6 separate regions of the Mus musculus genome follow, and regions 2, 3, 4, 5 and 6 are each linked to region 1. Evidence: chromatin contacts called from public ChIA-PET, HiChIP or PLAC-seq and promoter capture Hi-C data. All regions are on one chromosome and are shown on one strand. Each heading gives the region's core, a stretch centred on a gene start, on an enhancer-like site or on the middle of the called end of the contact. The rest is flanking DNA. Distances are from core to core; before and after follow the strand shown. Region 1 holds the start of Mthfd1l (methylenetetrahydrofolate dehydrogenase (NADP+ dependent) 1-like). Region 2 overlaps Gm30033 (a long non-coding RNA gene). Region 3 overlaps Akap12 (A kinase (PRKA) anchor protein (gravin) 12). Region 4 overlaps Akap12 (A kinase (PRKA) anchor protein (gravin) 12). Region 5 has its middle 84 kb from the start of A330032P22Rik. Region 6 overlaps Akap12 (A kinase (PRKA) anchor protein (gravin) 12).

The links. Promoter capture Hi-C pulls out the DNA fragments that hold promoters and counts their contacts. ChIA-PET counts read pairs in DNA pulled down with a chosen protein or histone mark. HiChIP or PLAC-seq counts read pairs in DNA pulled down with a chosen protein or histone mark.
Region 2: a contact with region 1 is called in an H3K27ac HiChIP or PLAC-seq map of stem cell-derived neural progenitor cells, with 5 times the contacts expected there. The contact joins the enhancer-like site here to the promoter of Mthfd1l in region 1. A contact is called at or near these places in 9 of 39 promoter capture datasets (the C10 cell line, the HPC-7 cell line, cranial neural crest and 6 more), 1 of 15 datasets of contacts at CTCF or cohesin (embryonic stem cells), 2 of 484 Hi-C or Micro-C datasets (cortical neurons and myocytes), 12 of 115 datasets of contacts at active chromatin or transcription factors (Th17 cells, bone marrow-derived macrophages, embryonic basal ganglia and 7 more) and 2 of 9 other capture datasets (adipose tissue and embryonic stem cells).
Region 3: a contact with region 1 is called in an RNA polymerase II ChIA-PET map of memory CD8 T cells, with 31 read pairs. The contact joins the enhancer-like site here to the promoter of Mthfd1l in region 1. A contact is called at or near these places in 17 of 39 promoter capture datasets (3T3-L1-derived adipocytes, the C10 cell line, the HPC-7 cell line and 13 more), 3 of 484 Hi-C or Micro-C datasets (Kupffer cells, bone marrow-derived macrophages and embryonic stem cells), 18 of 115 datasets of contacts at active chromatin or transcription factors (T-cell acute lymphoblastic leukemia, bone marrow-derived macrophages, craniofacial prominence and 13 more) and 5 of 9 other capture datasets (adipose tissue, embryonic stem cells, liver and 2 more).
Region 4: an H3K4me3 HiChIP or PLAC-seq map of embryonic limb bud shows a contact between it and region 1, with 5 times the contacts expected there. The contact joins the enhancer-like site here to the promoter of Mthfd1l in region 1. A contact is called at or near these places in 20 of 39 promoter capture datasets (3T3-L1-derived adipocytes, the C10 cell line, the HPC-7 cell line and 14 more), 1 of 15 datasets of contacts at CTCF or cohesin (large pre-B cells), 8 of 484 Hi-C or Micro-C datasets (B-cell progenitors, Kupffer cells, LSK cells and 3 more), 30 of 115 datasets of contacts at active chromatin or transcription factors (the 230-238 cell line, DN3 thymocytes, Th17 cells and 22 more) and 6 of 9 other capture datasets (adipose tissue, bone marrow-derived macrophages, embryonic stem cells and 3 more).
Region 5: a promoter capture Hi-C map of liver shows a contact between it and region 1, with 2.6 times the contacts expected there. The contact joins the enhancer-like site here to the promoter of Mthfd1l in region 1. A contact is called at or near these places in 5 of 39 promoter capture datasets (the C10 cell line, liver, maxillary cranial neural crest and 1 more), 1 of 484 Hi-C or Micro-C datasets (nephron progenitors), 2 of 115 datasets of contacts at active chromatin or transcription factors (extraembryonic endoderm stem cells and large pre-B cells) and 1 of 9 other capture datasets (adipose tissue).
Region 6: an H3K27ac HiChIP or PLAC-seq map of extraembryonic endoderm stem cells shows a contact between it and region 1. The contact joins the enhancer-like site here to the promoter of Mthfd1l in region 1. A contact is called at or near these places in 9 of 39 promoter capture datasets (the 3T3-L1 cell line, the C10 cell line, frontonasal cranial neural crest and 5 more), 3 of 484 Hi-C or Micro-C datasets (cumulus cells and embryonic stem cells), 2 of 115 datasets of contacts at active chromatin or transcription factors (extraembryonic endoderm stem cells and stem cell-derived neural progenitor cells) and 1 of 9 other capture datasets (embryonic stem cells).

What each region holds. Positions count from the first base shown.
Region 1 is chr10:3,971,813-3,974,331 of GRCm38.p6, forward strand. It overlaps Mthfd1l (methylenetetrahydrofolate dehydrogenase (NADP+ dependent) 1-like), which reads left to right and starts at 1,263. Exons shown (of 28, transcript NM_172308.4): 1 at 1,263-1,666. The coding sequence starts at 1,443.
Region 2 is chr10:3,526,356-3,528,874 of GRCm38.p6, forward strand. The region is part of intron 2 of Gm30033 (a long non-coding RNA gene); the gene reads left to right. Among named protein-coding and RNA genes, the nearest start is that of Iyd, 13 kb to the right of the region's middle. Within about 2 kb of position 1,261, at least 1 of the 459 cell types and tissues checked has an H3K27ac peak or open chromatin away from gene starts, as enhancers often do.
Region 3 is chr10:4,354,895-4,357,413 of GRCm38.p6, forward strand. Akap12 (A kinase (PRKA) anchor protein (gravin) 12) reads left to right here. Exons shown (of 4, transcript NM_031185.3): 3 at 1-2,519. Among named protein-coding and RNA genes, the nearest start is that of Zbtb2, 32 kb to the right of the region's middle. Within about 2 kb of position 1,262, at least 52 of the 459 cell types and tissues checked have an H3K27ac peak or open chromatin away from gene starts, as enhancers often do. A contact at or near this core is called in the HPC-7 cell line, T-cell acute lymphoblastic leukemia and memory CD8 T cells, where this site is marked.
Region 4 is chr10:4,338,049-4,340,567 of GRCm38.p6, forward strand. All of the region lies in intron 2 of Akap12 (A kinase (PRKA) anchor protein (gravin) 12), which reads left to right. Among named protein-coding and RNA genes, the nearest start is that of Gm40592, 29 kb to the left of the region's middle. Within about 2 kb of position 1,258, at least 57 of the 459 cell types and tissues checked have an H3K27ac peak or open chromatin away from gene starts, as enhancers often do. A contact at or near this core is called in craniofacial prominence, differentiating embryonic stem cells, embryonic limb bud and 1 more, where this site is marked.
Region 5 is chr10:3,633,060-3,635,578 of GRCm38.p6, forward strand. No RefSeq gene overlaps it. Among named protein-coding and RNA genes, the nearest start is that of A330032P22Rik, 84 kb to the right of the region's middle. Within about 2 kb of position 1,257, at least 86 of the 459 cell types and tissues checked have an H3K27ac peak or open chromatin away from gene starts, as enhancers often do. A contact at or near this core is called in adipose tissue, extraembryonic endoderm stem cells and liver, where this site is marked.
Region 6 is chr10:4,281,352-4,283,870 of GRCm38.p6, forward strand. The region is part of intron 1 of Akap12 (A kinase (PRKA) anchor protein (gravin) 12); the gene reads left to right. All of the region lies in intron 4 of Gm40592 (a long non-coding RNA gene), which reads right to left. Among named protein-coding and RNA genes, the nearest start is that of Akap12, 16 kb to the left of the region's middle. Within about 2 kb of position 1,265, at least 45 of the 459 cell types and tissues checked have an H3K27ac peak or open chromatin away from gene starts, as enhancers often do. A contact at or near this core is called in extraembryonic endoderm stem cells, where this site is marked.

The DNA of each region.
Region 1 (2,519 bases), core at 13-2,512:
TTATTCCACAGATGAGAAATGTTGTGTTTAGGGATCCCCAATCTAAAAGGGACATCTATCAAACCTGCCCTAATAAATGAATGGACATGGCCAGAAGATAGATTCCAATATCCCTTCCATGGGCTCATCTCTAAGGGCTTAAATTCCTCCATGTATAAGCTTCAACTCTTAAAATATGCCTCCATCTCCCAGTAACCAAGAGGGTGACCAGGTTTTTAATATATGGACCTTTGGGACACATATCCAACCTACAGCAGTGAGGAAGGCAGAGGATATCCTGTAAACACTGTCTGACTCAACCTCATCGTAGGCACTTTTCATAGGGAGTAAGTTTCTGTGGCTCCAAGTTCCAACTAGATGTGTGTATTTTTTTTTTTCTTAAACTTTTTACCCTCTTTGGAACCTGCTTGTCCATGCATTTCAAAAACATGGCCCCCGTGTGTCAGTGAGGTGGCTCAACAGGTATAGTCACTTGCTGCCAAACCTATGAAGTTGAGTTCTATCCCTAGAACAATCCTTCTGCCCAGCACCTCAGCACGCCGCTGCTGACCCCAAGATAGAATCAGAGAACTGGTTTCTTCAGGTTGTCCTATCCTTTACTTGCTGCAAGCTCAAGGACACAAGTAAAACTTAAAAAGAGGAAGAGGAGGAGGGCACGTGGAATTGGGCAAGCTCACAGCTCTGCCAGCAAACCAAATGACTTCTCTTGATCGCAGGTTCTCCTGGTTAGAAATCAGACGAATGGCGTTCCATTTCTTACATCTGTTGGGGTTAATAAATATATCTTTCCAGCACACAAGACAGCGTGAGCACTCAAAAAACGGTCTCTGCCTTGCACAAATTCTACCCTACCTCATTTGTGGTCTACAAAGTTACTATGTTATTCCCACTAGCCTTGGAAATTATAAACTTGGAAGACTCAGTCCTAAAACCATTGACGTTAATCTGCTTAAGGCTACAAAACCAGCATTTGCATTGCAAACTCTAAGAACGACATTTAGCCCTAGGCCACCTCCCACGTAATAAACACTTCCTTCTGAAGGTCTAAACTGGACTTAGGACCACTACCTCCTGAGGAAAGTGAGCTGCATTATGAAGACCAAGGGTGGCATCAGGTTTTGAGGCAGAAGGGCTGGCCATACAATCTCAGGGCAAGGGCTCAGCACCACGCTGATGCCCCACCTCCTATGCCTTGACTTTCTGGCAACTCCAACCAAAAGCTTCACGTCCGCTGGCCCCCGCCCTGTTAACGTCACGGCCACTTGGTACAGTGCCCCCTAGGGGCCTCAGTTCCTCCCACGAGGAAGAGTCTAGTCTTTCCTGCTGCTGGCCCTTTACTGTGCCGCTTGGCTCTCTGGTGCCTCCCACGCCAGCCCGGGGAAGAACTTGCAGCCGCATCTCGGCGCCTGGGGATAACCAGTCACCCCGCACTCTGCAGCAGCATGAGCGTCCGCCTCCCTCTCCTGCTTCGCCAGCTCGGCCGCCAGCAGCTGCCCTCGGGCCCGGCGTGTCGCCTCCGTGAGCTGTGTCGCTCAGGCAGCAGAAGCAGCAGCAGCGGAGGTGGTGACCCCGAGGGGTTACGCGGGCGGCGGCTGCAGGATGGCCAAACCTTCAGCAGCCATGGCCCAGGCAATCCGGAAGCCCCCGGGATGGACTCCATCGTCAGGTGAGTGTCCTGTTTGTCTACAGGCAGGTCCCTAGCCAGGGACCCAAGGACCCAATGGCACTCTCGGCCGCTGGGAGACCCGAGGGACCGTTCGTAGGGCGGGAAACAGAGAATGCTTGGTTCCGACTTGCTAGAGACGCCTTGCGATTGGCAGAGAGGGCGTGGGGGCGAAGGGGAACGTCCGGAGTATGGGACCCGGTAGATGAGGGCATCCCCCCCAGCCGGCGCGCGCCTCACGGACCGCACGCCCCGCTCCACGTGCACCGCCCGCCTCCGGCTCTGATGCAACCGCGCCGGGCGTGGCGCCGACAGGAAAAGGGCGGTGCGGCCCTGGGCGGGAGAGAAGCAAGGAGGATGGCCCTACAATCCCGCCACTGCTGATGTCCCACTACTGAAGGAGGGGCGGGCTAAACCCCTTGCGGAAGCCCTCTAGGTCTAGGCGTACGGTCCGCTCCGGAGCATCGCTGCTCAGAGAGCACACAGGTTCCGGTGCAGCAGTATCTGGAAAGTTCATTCTATATCCGGTGGTGATCTGAGCAGAGTCATCTGGTCAGACCCTATAGTGAGTTTGCTAGGCCACTGCTGTGCAGAGGCACCTACCTGCAAAGGGCGGGAAAGCCCTTTTCTGCTTTGATTCCCAACTGGGGCTATGGAAACAAATGAGCAAAAATAATCTGCCCCCAGGGGCTGTCACACATATATCCCGCAACAAGTAGTCATTATTTTTACAATAAACTAAACTAAGCTCTACAAACTTGGTGTAATGAGCATGACAGTAAATACTTAAGGTTCAGTGAACTAAAAAGCAGAATTTAAAATGTTACATGGGTACGTTTGTAATAAGGAAAAACGT
Region 2 (2,519 bases), core at 11-2,510, 450 kb before region 1:
AAGGCCCCACAGTTTACCACTTTCTAAAAATGTGACTGAGTCCCACCTGATGACAAAGCCTCCTTCCAAAGTGCGTAACCTCCAAGTTTATTAAAACACACGTCACACTGCGCTGAGTTTTTCTTCCACTAAGAAGTTTTCTTAGAACTTTAATTAGCAAGATGTTCAACCCTTGCTTCTCCCCTTCTCCTACGAGGGAAGTCTGAAGGCTAAGATTCTTCCAGGCGTGGTTTCTGCTCTGTCCTCATGGATGTGGCACCTATTGCTGTAGGTGATTAATGCTACTTTAAATTGCCCCAGCGGTACGAGTTCCACGCTACCCACACCAATGTTCTTGATTCCCTAATTAAAGTTACACACACACACACACACACACACACACACACACACATGGCCTTATATTTAATATGCCTCAATCAGCAAAATAGTTGGGCCACTTCCAAATATCCAAGTGTAATACCTCCCCTGTGATACTCCTGAGTTCTTATTTTAATAATAATATTATTATTATATTCCACTGTTGCTGCCCTAGACCCAATCCATGGGAGACAGGGTTGGGACCGCTCTTTCCTGTACTTTACTCCTGAAGCCTGTACTTTACTCCTTTCCTGGCACAGAGATTCCAAGTCCTCCTTCCTCTCTCCGTCCCCCTTGCCCAGGAATCCTAAAGTCCCACTTTTGTCTCCCTGCCCAGTCATTAGCCGCTAACAACTTTATTTACCAATCAGTTGGGGGCAGGGACCCTCAGCATCTCACATGCAGGATTCCCGTGCAATTTTGGGAACCCAATTAACATAATACGAGTGTTACACCAAATCCACAACAGGTACCCCTGCAAATTCTTGCTGGGAGCAAATGTCTGCTTCCCAGATCAGCCCATATTGCAACCTGCTTCAGGCTGCTCAGGACATAGGGCTCCTAGTACCTCCCTTCGAGCTCACCAGAGGGAGGAGTGGGCTTCTAGGCTGAAGGAGAAAGGAGGTGCAGGTAACTGAGCCTGGGCTGTGGGTGCTGTCAGTCTTGAGTTTCTTCATTTACAAATTTAGTGCAATTACAGAGTGCGAATCAGGGATGGATTTAGGGACAGCAGAACCTCCTGCCACAGGAAGTCTTTTCTGAAATACCATAAAAAGCATGATTTTGCAACTTACTTGGATGTGAACCGAGTGGACCACACGCAAGCCTCTCATGGTTCGGTCTATACCAAAGAACCACAGGCAGCCCCTCTCTGGGATGCTTGAGAGCCCTGCTTCTGCTCTCCAACGCTAGAGCCTCTTTTGCCACTGCCTGGTTGTGGGCACTCTATTGCCTCCGTGTCCATTGGATCATCCCCAGACTTCCTGTTCTCTGTTCCCACGTGACTAGGGCTGCAGTGGGGAGGAGGGCCACAGTCAGTTGAAGTGTACCCACTACAAAGGTGCCATTGGTAGCCTTCTGAGGTCTTCCTTGGACCTGGTAGCCTGGGAAATGGGACTTAGGAAGCCAACTATTTCCCTGGAATCCAGATACCTGGGGGCTCTGTGAGAAGATGGGTTTTCAGTAGGGGGCTTGTAGGGTTTTTTTCCACAGCAGCTCTGGGAATGGCTGGTGCAGTTGGGTGTGGCTTGATCTGCCTCTAGCCTGACCCCTAAGAGGAAGGGGACAGGGAGAGGGGAAGGAGAGAAAAGGAGAAGAGAGAGAAGTAGAGGGAAGGCAGACAAGGGTGGAGAGAATATTTTCGGAATAGTTAGGATGTCAGAAAAAGCGATGTAAGGAAAGTAAGGGAGTTTAGTGTGGTCCCGTATAAGGTGACCTCATTCCTGCCTTGCTTGGAAAAGTCTGCAGTTTGGGGTGGATCCTGAGAATGGCCATAGTATGGTGGTACAGGAGACAGGGCACAGCTGGACTGATAAAGCTCTTGCAATCAGGAGGACCCGATTTGATATCCAGAACCCACACAAAATATCAAGTGCTGGCTGCTTATAATCTCAGCACTGAAGCAGGGTCAGGACGGCTAGTCAGCCTGCTGGCCCTAATCAGCTGAGCCCAAGACCAGTGACAGACTATCTCAAAGGAGGTGGATGCCCTTCCTGAGGATGACACCCGAGGTTACCTACTGACTGCCACACCCCTGTACACACATATGCACCCCCACCCCGGGAACATGTAAACACATGCATACACATAGATACACATTAGGATAAAAAAAGAAAAAGCCATTGGTTTCTGATTGCCTGGCCCCAGTCTCAAATCTGACTGGGGATAATGACTTTAAATGAGTTAAAGGAAATTGTGGAGGGAAACTCTGCAGAGCCTGGTTCTAGAGGCTCCTCCTTCAAGGGTAGCAGTTTTCTTCTTTTTGTTAAGCACCTCATCTCTCTTGGCCCATCATCCCTCTATGTGTCAGATACCATCTGCAGGCTTGGATTAGAGAGTTTTTTCCTCCCCATCTTACCCAGCAGTTGCTAGCCATCACTCCACCCCTTAGCATGGGAAGGCATTATGGGAGATTCCAAGGACTTGAGAGTTGGGTGCTAGGA
Region 3 (2,519 bases), core at 12-2,511, 380 kb after region 1:
GTCCAAGAAGAGAGCGAGGAAGGCATCCTCTTCAGATGATGAAGGAGGGCCAAGAACACTGGGAGGGGATGGCCACAGAGCGGAGGAGGCTAGCAAAGACAAAGAAGCAGATGCTCTTCCTGCCAGCACCCAGGAACAAGACCAAGCGCACGGAAGTTCCTCACCCGAGCCAGCTGGAAGCCCTTCTGAAGGGGAGGGCGTCTCCACCTGGGAGTCATTTAAGAGATTAGTCACTCCACGAAAAAAATCCAAGTCAAAACTGGAAGAGAGAGCCGAAGACTCCGGTGCAGAGCAGTTGGCCTCCGAGATCGAACCAAGTAGAGAGGAATCTTGGGTTTCCATTAAGAAATTTATTCCTGGACGGCGGAAGAAAAGGGCAGATGGGAAGCAAGAACAGGCCGCCGTTGAAGACTCGGGGCCAGGAGAGATCAATGAGGACGACCCCGACGTCCCAGCTGTTGTGCCTCTGTCTGAGTACGATGCGGTAGAGAGAGAGAAGCTGGAAGCGCAGCGAGCTCAGGAGAACGTGGAGCTGCCCCAGCTGAAGGGGGCTGTGTATGTGTCTGAGGAGCTTAGTAAGACTCTGGTTCACACCGTGAGTGTCGCGGTCATTGATGGGACCAGGGCAGTCACCAGTGCCGAAGAGCGGTCCCCTTCGTGGATATCTGCTTCCATGACAGAACCTCTTGAGCACGCAGAGGGAGTGGCCACACCGCCTGTTGGAGAGGTCACTGAAAAAGACATCACTGCAGAAGCAACTCCTGCACTCGCCCAGACTTTACCAGGGGGCAAAGATGCCCATGACGACATAGTCACCAGTGAAGTGGATTTTACCTCAGAAGCAGTGACAGCCGCAGAAACCACAGAGGCGCTCCGCGCTGAAGAACTTACCGAAGCATCAGGGGCAGAAGAGACCACAGACATGGTGTCTGCAGTTTCCCAGCTGTCCGACTCCCCGGACACCACAGAGGAAGCCACCCCAGTTCAGGAGGTAGAGGGTGGCATGCTAGATACGGAAGAACAGGAGCGCCAGACGCAGGCCGTCCTCCAAGCCGTTGCAGACAAAGTGAAAGAGGACTCCCAGGTGCCTGCAACCCAGACTCTGCAGAGAGCAGGGCCGAAAGCACTGGAGAAGGTGGAGGAGGTAGAGGAGGACTCCGAGGTGCTGGCTACCGAGAAAGAGAAGGATGTTGTGCCGGAAGGACCCGTGCAGGAAGCTGAAACTGAGCATCTTGCACAGGGCTCCGAGACTGTACAGGCTACCCCAGAGAGCCTTGAAGTTCCTGAAGTCACAGAGGATGTAGACCGTGCCACCACATGCCAGGTTATCAAGCACCAGCAGCTGATGGAACAGGCTGTGGCCCCTGAGTCATCTGAAACCTTGACAGACAGTGAGACAAATGGAAGTACTCCCCTCGCAGATTCAGACACTCCAAACGGGACACAGCAAGACGAGACCGTTGACAGCCAGGACAGTAATGCCATTGCCGCCGTCAAGCAGTCACAGGTCACTGAAGAGGAGGCAGCTGCTGCTCAGACGGAGGGGCCTTCAACACCATCTAGTTTTCCAGCCCAGGAAGAACACAGGGAAAAACCAGGAAGGGATGTTCTAGAACCCACACAAGCGCTGGCTGCCGGGGCAGTGCCTATTCTGGCAAAGGCTGAGGTGGGTCAAGAGGGTGAGGCTGGCCAGTTTGATGGAGAAAAAGTCAAAGACGGACAGTGTGTTAAAGAACTGGAGGTGCCTGTGCACACTGGACCCAACAGTCAAAAGACTGCTGACTTGACACGTGACAGTGAAGTAATGGAAGTGGCCAGATGTCAGGAAACTGAGAGTAATGAAGAACAGAGTATTAGCCCGGAGAAAAGAGAGATGGGAACCGACGTTGAAAAGGAGGAAACAGAGACCAAGACAGAGCAAGCCAGTGAAGAACATGAGCAGGAAACAGCTGCTCCTGAGCATGAAGGAACCCACCCTAAGCCAGTCCTGACAGCTGACATGCCTCACTCAGAGAGGGGAAAGGCACTGGGCAGCCTTGAAGGAAGCCCTTCTCTCCCAGACCAAGACAAAGCAGATTGCATAGAGGTTCAAGTTCAAAGCTCAGACACACCAGTCACTCAAACAACCGAAGCTGTGAAAAAGGTCGAAGAAACTGTGGCAACTTCAGAGATGGATGAAAGTTTGGAGTGTGCAGGTGCGCAATCATTACCAGCTGAGAAGCTCTCCGAAACCGGTGGCTACGGGACTCTTCAGCATGGAGAGGACACCGTGCCCCAGGGGCCTGAGTCTCAGGCAGAGTCCATCCCAATAATAGTAACTCCTGCTCCTGAAAGCATCCTACATTCTGACCTTCAAAGAGAAGTGAGCGCATCCCAGAAACAGAGATCAGATGAAGATAACAAGCCAGATGCTGGTCCTGATGCTGCCGGCAAGGAGAGTGCAGCAAGAGAGAAAATCCTCAGGGCTGAACCTGAGATCTTGGAACTTGAGAGTAAGAGCAATAAGATTGTCCAGAGTG
Region 4 (2,519 bases), core at 8-2,507, 370 kb after region 1:
TGCAGTGCTAGGGATGGCACCGGGCTTTCATGTACACCAGGCAGGGGCACTCTCCCACCTGTGCCAATCCAGAGTCACTACTTACTTGCATCTTATTTATTACTAGGGTGTGTTCCTGCATGCGTGCGTGCGTGCATGTGTGCACGAGAGAGATTATGCATACTTAACTTGCCAGAACTACTTTTTTGAGTTAAGAGAAAGTATCTTTCAGAGCTGGAGAGATGGATCAGCGGTTATGAGCAGGACCTGAGGTGTGATCCCAGCACCCACATCAGGTGGCTCACGGGTGACTTTAACTTAACCTCAGCTCCAGGGAGTCTCCTGATACTCCTCTGTTCCGGTCCTTGTGGGACACCTGCATTCATGTGCACTCCTATACACTAACATCCACATATAACATAATTAAAAATAAATTTTTAAGGCATTTTTTTCTATTTTCATTCATTCACGCACTTTTTTTTCAGGTTAACTGATAGTTAACATCATTCTTTATCTTGCAGAGTAATTGGGGATACAAGTGTGGAGGCTCACTCCTATACATCCAGCAGCACTGGGAAACGGAGGCAGAGGATTAACTCTGGTTTGAGGCTAGCCTGGGCTACAAAGTGTGTCTTTTTTTGAAAAAATGGAGAGAGAGGGGAAGAGCCAGTGGTGTCCTTGAAGGGGGGGGGGGGGGACAAGAGCCAGTGAGATTTACATTTTTTTTAATTAAACAAAACAAAACCTAAGCCACAGAAGCATTTGTGCATACTGTAGAGAGCTTATAATGTACTTTTCTATGCAAATTATTGGTGGGGGAGCAATATGCTGCACATGGCTGGGATCGGTGTCAGTGTTGGTTCCGGTTTGTGATGAGGACAGAACAGTAGTCCAGAGAGTTGAGGTGCTGCGCTGGTCTCTGCGGCCGTTGACTCAGTATTTTTGGTGCTTGGTGGCCTCCACTGTTTGTTTCCAACAATTGGGAGAACCCTGAGTGGTGAGCTTCCTCATGTCATAAAAGGAAGTTACCCACGCCTAGCTTCAGAGTACCTCATAGAGGATCTCTTTCTGAAGGCATAGATGATGCTATCAGGGCACCCTTGCATCACGGTGGCCAAAGAGCCGCATAGTAATGGTGTCACCTGGCTGGTCCTTTTACATTTCGGTGTTAAGCCCCGCTAAGCAGCTTTTCTGCCTGGCGGGTTCATGGCTGATGAGCGCCAGGACGAGCAGAGTTGAGCTGGGCGTGTTTTGATATAAGGGGTGGGTTCAGAATGCAGAGAATTCTGGAAAGACTCCAGGAGCTCGTGGGGGGAAAGTTAAACAGTTCCAGATGTCCCACACAGTAAGCTGTGCCTGGGGACAGAGAGCACTGGCTATTCTAAACCTGGATAGTGAATAGTATAGTTTTTGTGGTGTTGCACCTTTTGTTTGTTTTTACGAAGTGGTGTCACCTAAACTCAACGGCTAAATTTAGATTAAAATATTTAACGTTTCTGTGAAATATAGGAGGAAAGTTTTATTTTTTTTTTCTTTTAAGCTTCCAAATTGTGTGTGTGTGTGTGTGTGTGTTATCTCCATCTCCTAAGTGTGGTTGTCTCTTGACATTTGTGGGAAATTAGTTCTAAGACTCCTTTAAAATGTGTCCATTAGAGAAAAAGTGATTTTATTCAACCAGCCCATGCCATTTGTGCTTTTAAACACTCCTAGAGTCCTTGCACCACCTGTAAATCGTTGTTACACGGTTGTACTGTCCTATAGGAGAGGTGATGAAGAAACGGGGTTGCTGCAAGTTCAGTTTAAATGAAGCTTTTCCCCCAAAATGGTTTTTGTTTTTTGTTTTTTTTTGTTTTTTTTTGTTTTTTTTTTGTTTTTGTTTTTTTTTTTTTTTTGCTCTAAGTCTGGTTGAATACTCATCCCACCCTATCCTCGGGACAGGAGAAGATGGGTTGCTGGCGGGGTGCGGGGAGGGCGATATGAAGATGCCCATTGCTATTGACTTGGACCTTTCGAGTTTGTGCCCTCGTCTCGATCCTGGTGAGTCTGAGCCCCGTTCGCTGTGTGAATAGCAGTTGTCTTCACAGTGGTAGGACTGCTGAGAGCTGTACTGAGTAGTTACTGTACACCGAGAGAGAAAGATCTCTTCTACAACTGCTTGTATTGTTGATGCATAGACTTTTGTTTGTTTGTTTGGTTTTTCGAGACAGGGTTTCTCTGTGTAGCCCTGGCTGTCCTGGAACTCACTTTGTAGACCAGGCTGGCCTCGAACTCAGAAATCCGCCTGCCTTTGCCTCCCAAGTGTTGGGATTAAAGGCGTGTGCCACCACCGCCCGGCTAGATGCATAGACTTTTAAGGGGACAAGGAAATGTACCCTGAGTCAGTGTTGCTTCCAGGGACCTTTAAGCTTTCCCACTTTCTGTCTAGTGGGGCAAATCTAAGGCAGGTGATTGTGCAGGAGCTGGAAGCCCTGCAGACTCAACCCCTTGCCCTGACTCCAAGGGCTCCACAGTTCAGCTGTAATCTGTGCTTAATCCCCGGA
Region 5 (2,519 bases), core at 7-2,506, 340 kb before region 1:
TTGGTCTATTGCTATGTATTGTAATGCTTTTATACAAGGACGTCTGGGTCTACGAATGACTTCTCATGATTACAAGCTTTTGTTATACAAACTTTGTTCCTTGATTTAAAACTATTGGTTAAATACAATTGGATACAGCCAATTACTGGAAGGATTAGAGGTGGGTGGGTTTAGAGTGACCTGGTCAGAGGAGGAGAGACCAGGAAGAAAGAGGAGGAAGAAGCCGCCATGAGGGCAGAGGAACAATGAGCTCATGGTCTGGAGGTTCAGCAAGTATCTGGGGTACACTGCTGGGGAGGTAGCCAAGCCAGAAGTTAGAAGAGTAGATTAGAGGTGACCCCTGTAGTTGTCAACGCCAAATAAAATAACCATAGTTTGAGTCTCATTTATTTGTAAGCTAGTTGGGGATAAGCTTAAATTGTTAGTACTGCAAATACTATTCTTTCCATTTGGTAAATGATGAAACAGTGGCTCAGAGAGGGTCAGTAATTCACCCCATGTCACACAGTTCCCAGGAGGCAGAGCTGGAGATCAAGCTCAGAGATTCTGTTTGCTTCACAGGTGTTGGCTTTCGAGCATGATGTTGTTCCTGCTGTCATCCTGGGTTGCTCCTGAGCAGCTCTGGTCTCCTTGTAGTCCATTACATCCAGCATCACTGTGGGATAGAGAGGGCTCAGTCCTCTCAATGATTGGGAAAGTCACAGATTCGAAGAGCAATCAATCCGCTGTCCTGATCAAGCCTGGATTCCAGGCCTTAATTCTGCTTTTCTGTTGTTTGTCTCTGAATTCTCCCTTATCTCTGTTGTCTAGTTGGTACAGACAAGCTCCTGGTTTTCCTCTATTTAAAAAGTTCTGCATGAGAAGTTAGTAAACACTTCAGTAAGTGACCAGATGCTACGGAAGTGGAAACAGCTGGTTGGGCTCTTGCAGGGGAGGAGGCAGAGTTGTTTTTATGTGAGAGAGTCACTGGAAACATTTGTTTCAAGGGTGGCCTGGAGTGTCCCCCTCCTCCCATAGGATCCACAACCCCTGCCCCTCTCCATCCCCCTTCCTCTTTCCATCTTCTCTCTCCCCCTGCCTCATTGAGGAAAAGCATGAGCCATCCTCCCTACCTCCCCCACACCCTCTTACTCAGACTTGAGGGAGGAGGTGGCTGTCACAGTTACTGTCATCTCAGACAGTCTAGGACTCAGCAGTGAAAGGAACGGATGCTGTTGTCCACAGTGTCTATGGCTGGACTGGCAGCATCCCACAGCCTCAACCCTAAGCAGATGCTGGAGAACAGCCATGAATTCAGCAGCTCAGGCTGACAACAGTCCGGAGGGATGACTATTCACTAATAAGGAAAGGAAGAAGATAATAACTGACGTCAGCAAGGCAGCAGTGCTAGCCCTTGATTGGGATTATAGTGACAGTGCGGAACTAAAACCTCCCTTGTTGTCATTGCTAACAGCAATGACAAATACTCAACCACAGCAATGCAAAACTACCCTTACTTTCAGGCACTGTTCTAAGCTCTATAGTCAAAAGCTGGAAAGAACCCAGATGTCCCTCAACAGAGAAATGGATACAGAAAATGTGTGCATTTACACAATGGAGTACTACGGAGCTATTAAAAACAATGAAATTATGAAATTCTTAGACAAATGGATGGATCTTGTCTAAGTTCTTACAAGAGCACATTTAATTGTAATTCCTGGAGTGCTCTCAGTGTCTCTCTGTCTCTCTGCCCCACCTCTGTGTGTGTGTGTGTGTGTGTGTGTGTGTGTGTGCGCGCGCGCGCGCGCGCACGTTATCCTGAGTAGTATCTCCAGCCCTCTTTTTGTGTTGCATTTAGAGACAGAATCTCACCCCAGAATGTCTTTGAACTCGCTTTACTGTCCAAGCAGGCTTCGAACTGCCTCAGATTCCTGAGTGGCTGGAATCATGGATCTGTGCCAGCAGCTCTGACTCTACTTTTTCTCTCCACTCGCTGGGCATGGGAGAGAAGTGTCCCAGGTGGCACTTACAGGATCCGCAACCCAGGTTAGTGAGAAACTCCTACCTCTGCCTGGAGTGATTGTGGATGTCCTAATCCTATATATTCTATGAAGGGCTATGTACCTTGAAGTGATGCACTACCTTATCTAATCTTGGGCTCTTTATATGGGTGGAAGGTTACAACTACACAGAGTGAGGAGATACGTTTCCAGTGAGCTCAGAGGGAGACATCACACTGAATTTCCTTTGTCTTTAAGTCAGCGTCTTTCCCCCATAGCCCAGGCTAGCCTCCAAATTTCAGTTGTTCTGCCTCAGCCTCCCAAGTGTGTGTGCCACCATGCTCAGCATTTAACATGTTCCTGGTTGAAAACCCTAGTTGAACAACTGTAGCTTTATAACCGGGGCACCAGAAAAATGACACTCCTCTTTCTCGCATTAAGTAGTGTTCTCATGATCATCTCTGAGGCCATTTCAAGTGAATCAACTGAGATGTTTTCTCCAGAATGGTAAGAGAGAAAAGTGTATTCTTTCCTCCAGTC
Region 6 (2,519 bases), core at 15-2,514, 310 kb after region 1:
TGGAGAATGCCTTTTTAGAAGCTTTTGTTTGGAATTATTCTTCACTGGGGGGGTGAGCACTAAATTCTGTAGACAGTTCCATGCTGTGCCATCTCTACCCTGAATTTATACTTGGTTTGACACTACAGTGCAAATGACAGGTGAGGTGGAACAAGATGGTCTCTAGATCACTAACAACTGGCCACTTTTGTTTGTTTCAATTTTTGAATCGAAGTCTCACTGTATATCCCAGGCAGGCCCTGAATTCAAGGCAGTTTTCCTGCTTCAGTCTCCCAAATGATGAGGATACAGGTGGGTACCATTACACATCCACTCTCCATGATCGATGTTTGTTTGCTTGTTTGGTTGGTTGGTTTGGTTATTTTGTTTTTTTGAAACAGGGTTTCTCAGTGCAGCCCTGGCTTTCTGGAACTCTCTTTGTAGACCAGTATGGCCTCAAATTCAGAGATCTTCCTGACTTTGCCTCCTGGGTGCTGGGACTAAAAGTGTGTACCACCACCTGGGTTATGAGAATTTTTTTTTTTTTGGTTTTTCGAGACAGGGTTTCTCTGTATACCCCTGGCTGTCCTGTAGCTCACTTTGTAGACCAGGTTGGCCTCGAACTCAGAAATCCGCCTGCCTTTGCCTCCCGAGAGCTGAGAATTTTTTAATTGCTTCAGAAATGACATATACAAGCAAATCAGTATTTAGAGTTGAGCTCCAACTTCTGTATTGTAACTGTGGACATTTAAATGGAAATTCGAAATCTCTCTGCTCTGTTTTGTATAAAATAAGTCACTCACACGGTAGGGAATGTTATAAATGTTGTCAAATCCTTCCTTATTATCACAGTTTCTCCCAGTCTTGGCACAAAATGGTAAATAAAAGTGAGGCAGAGAATACTGGGCTGTAATGGAAACAAAACCCAGGTTGGTTGAGTTTTATACACACATACTCTTGATTGCAAAGCCTCAAGGGCTAAAATTTCCTTGAAAGAAATTCAAGTAAGTCTTAAGTAAGCCTTTTGTTTTGTTTATAATAAACTAAACTTGTTTGCTTTGATCAACATGAAAACCAGTACTTCTTTTAGTAGAAGCTGGAGTCTTTAGATAAGATTTTTTTAAATTGCTATTCTATGTGGAGATTTTTGTGGTGACAGACTGAGACCCAACAGTGCTATCTAGATTCTTGAAAACAGTGAGATTTCAAGTCAAGTCCCTTATGACATGAAAGAATGCGAGGAATGCGAGGAATCAGGGAAGTAGGCCACGGTTTAAAGTATTACACTGGCCAGAGAAAGCTTCTCAGGCAGTCTCTCTGAGCCCTGGAACCCAGCAGATCCCTCTCCCAGAATGCTGCCATCTTTTTTTTTTTTTTTTTTTTTTTTTTTTTTTTTTTTAAGATTTATTTATTATTACATCTAAGTACACTGTAGCTGTCTTCAGATGCACTAGATGAGGACGTCAGATCTCATTACGGATGGTTGTAAGCCACCATATGGTTGCTGGGATTTGAACTCAGGACCTTGGAAAGAGCAGTCGGTGCTCTTAACCACTGAGCCATCTCTCCAGCTCTAATGCTGCCATCTTAAGCAAATTAGGCGGCAGGCAGGATGAAGTTGCCATCTCCATCTCTGGAGAGCTGGATTCAAAGTTCAGATTCACTGTTAAAGCCTGTGTCTCCAAGAAAAGGAAAGTCATATGTGGGATTGAGATATATATATTTGTGGCTGTGTGAACCTGAAATAGATTTTATTTTAAAGATTGATAAGTAGGAGCTTCCCACTCTTTCAGAGGTCCTGAGTTTGGTTCCCAGAACCCACATCGGAGGCTCAGAACTGCGTATAACTCCAGCTCCAGAAGATCTGATGGTCCCTTCTGGCCTCTTTGGGAACCCACACACAGGTGACATATACTCTCATAGACGAGAAATACACATATTAAAATAAACTAGTAATAGTCATAGGCAAGAGAAGAGGAGTAGGGGGAGAAAACAGGAGTTAAGTACCCTTAGCAAGAAAAGGAAGGAGAGTCCTTTAAGAAGAACTGGGGATCTGGGCTGCTGGGAATACAGTTCAGTTGATACAACACTTGGGCATTACACATGGCCCTGGGTTTCATCTGTAGCAAACTCCTGTTATCTCAGCACTTGGGCCAGCTTACTCTACAGAATAAGAGGCTATCCTGGGGTACAGGAAATCCTGTGTGCAAACATACACATAAAGCGAACTGGGGATCCTCTCTGGTGATGTTAGGCACTTTAGGGGGACTGAACTTGACCGGGTAGAATTACAGATGACCACGGCACCTGCGGTCTATGGAGAACTTGTGCTTAGGGAAACTGTACTTTGCCCAGAATTGTAAATTAGTGCTCCACCATAAAGGCTAAAACGGCGAATACAGCCAGTGAGAGAGGCCTGCCCTGTAATGGGATAAAACCCAGGACGGTTGACCCCCCCCCCCATGTGCGCGCGCGCGCGCGCGCACACACACACACACACACACACACACACACACACACACACATATACTCTACTGAAA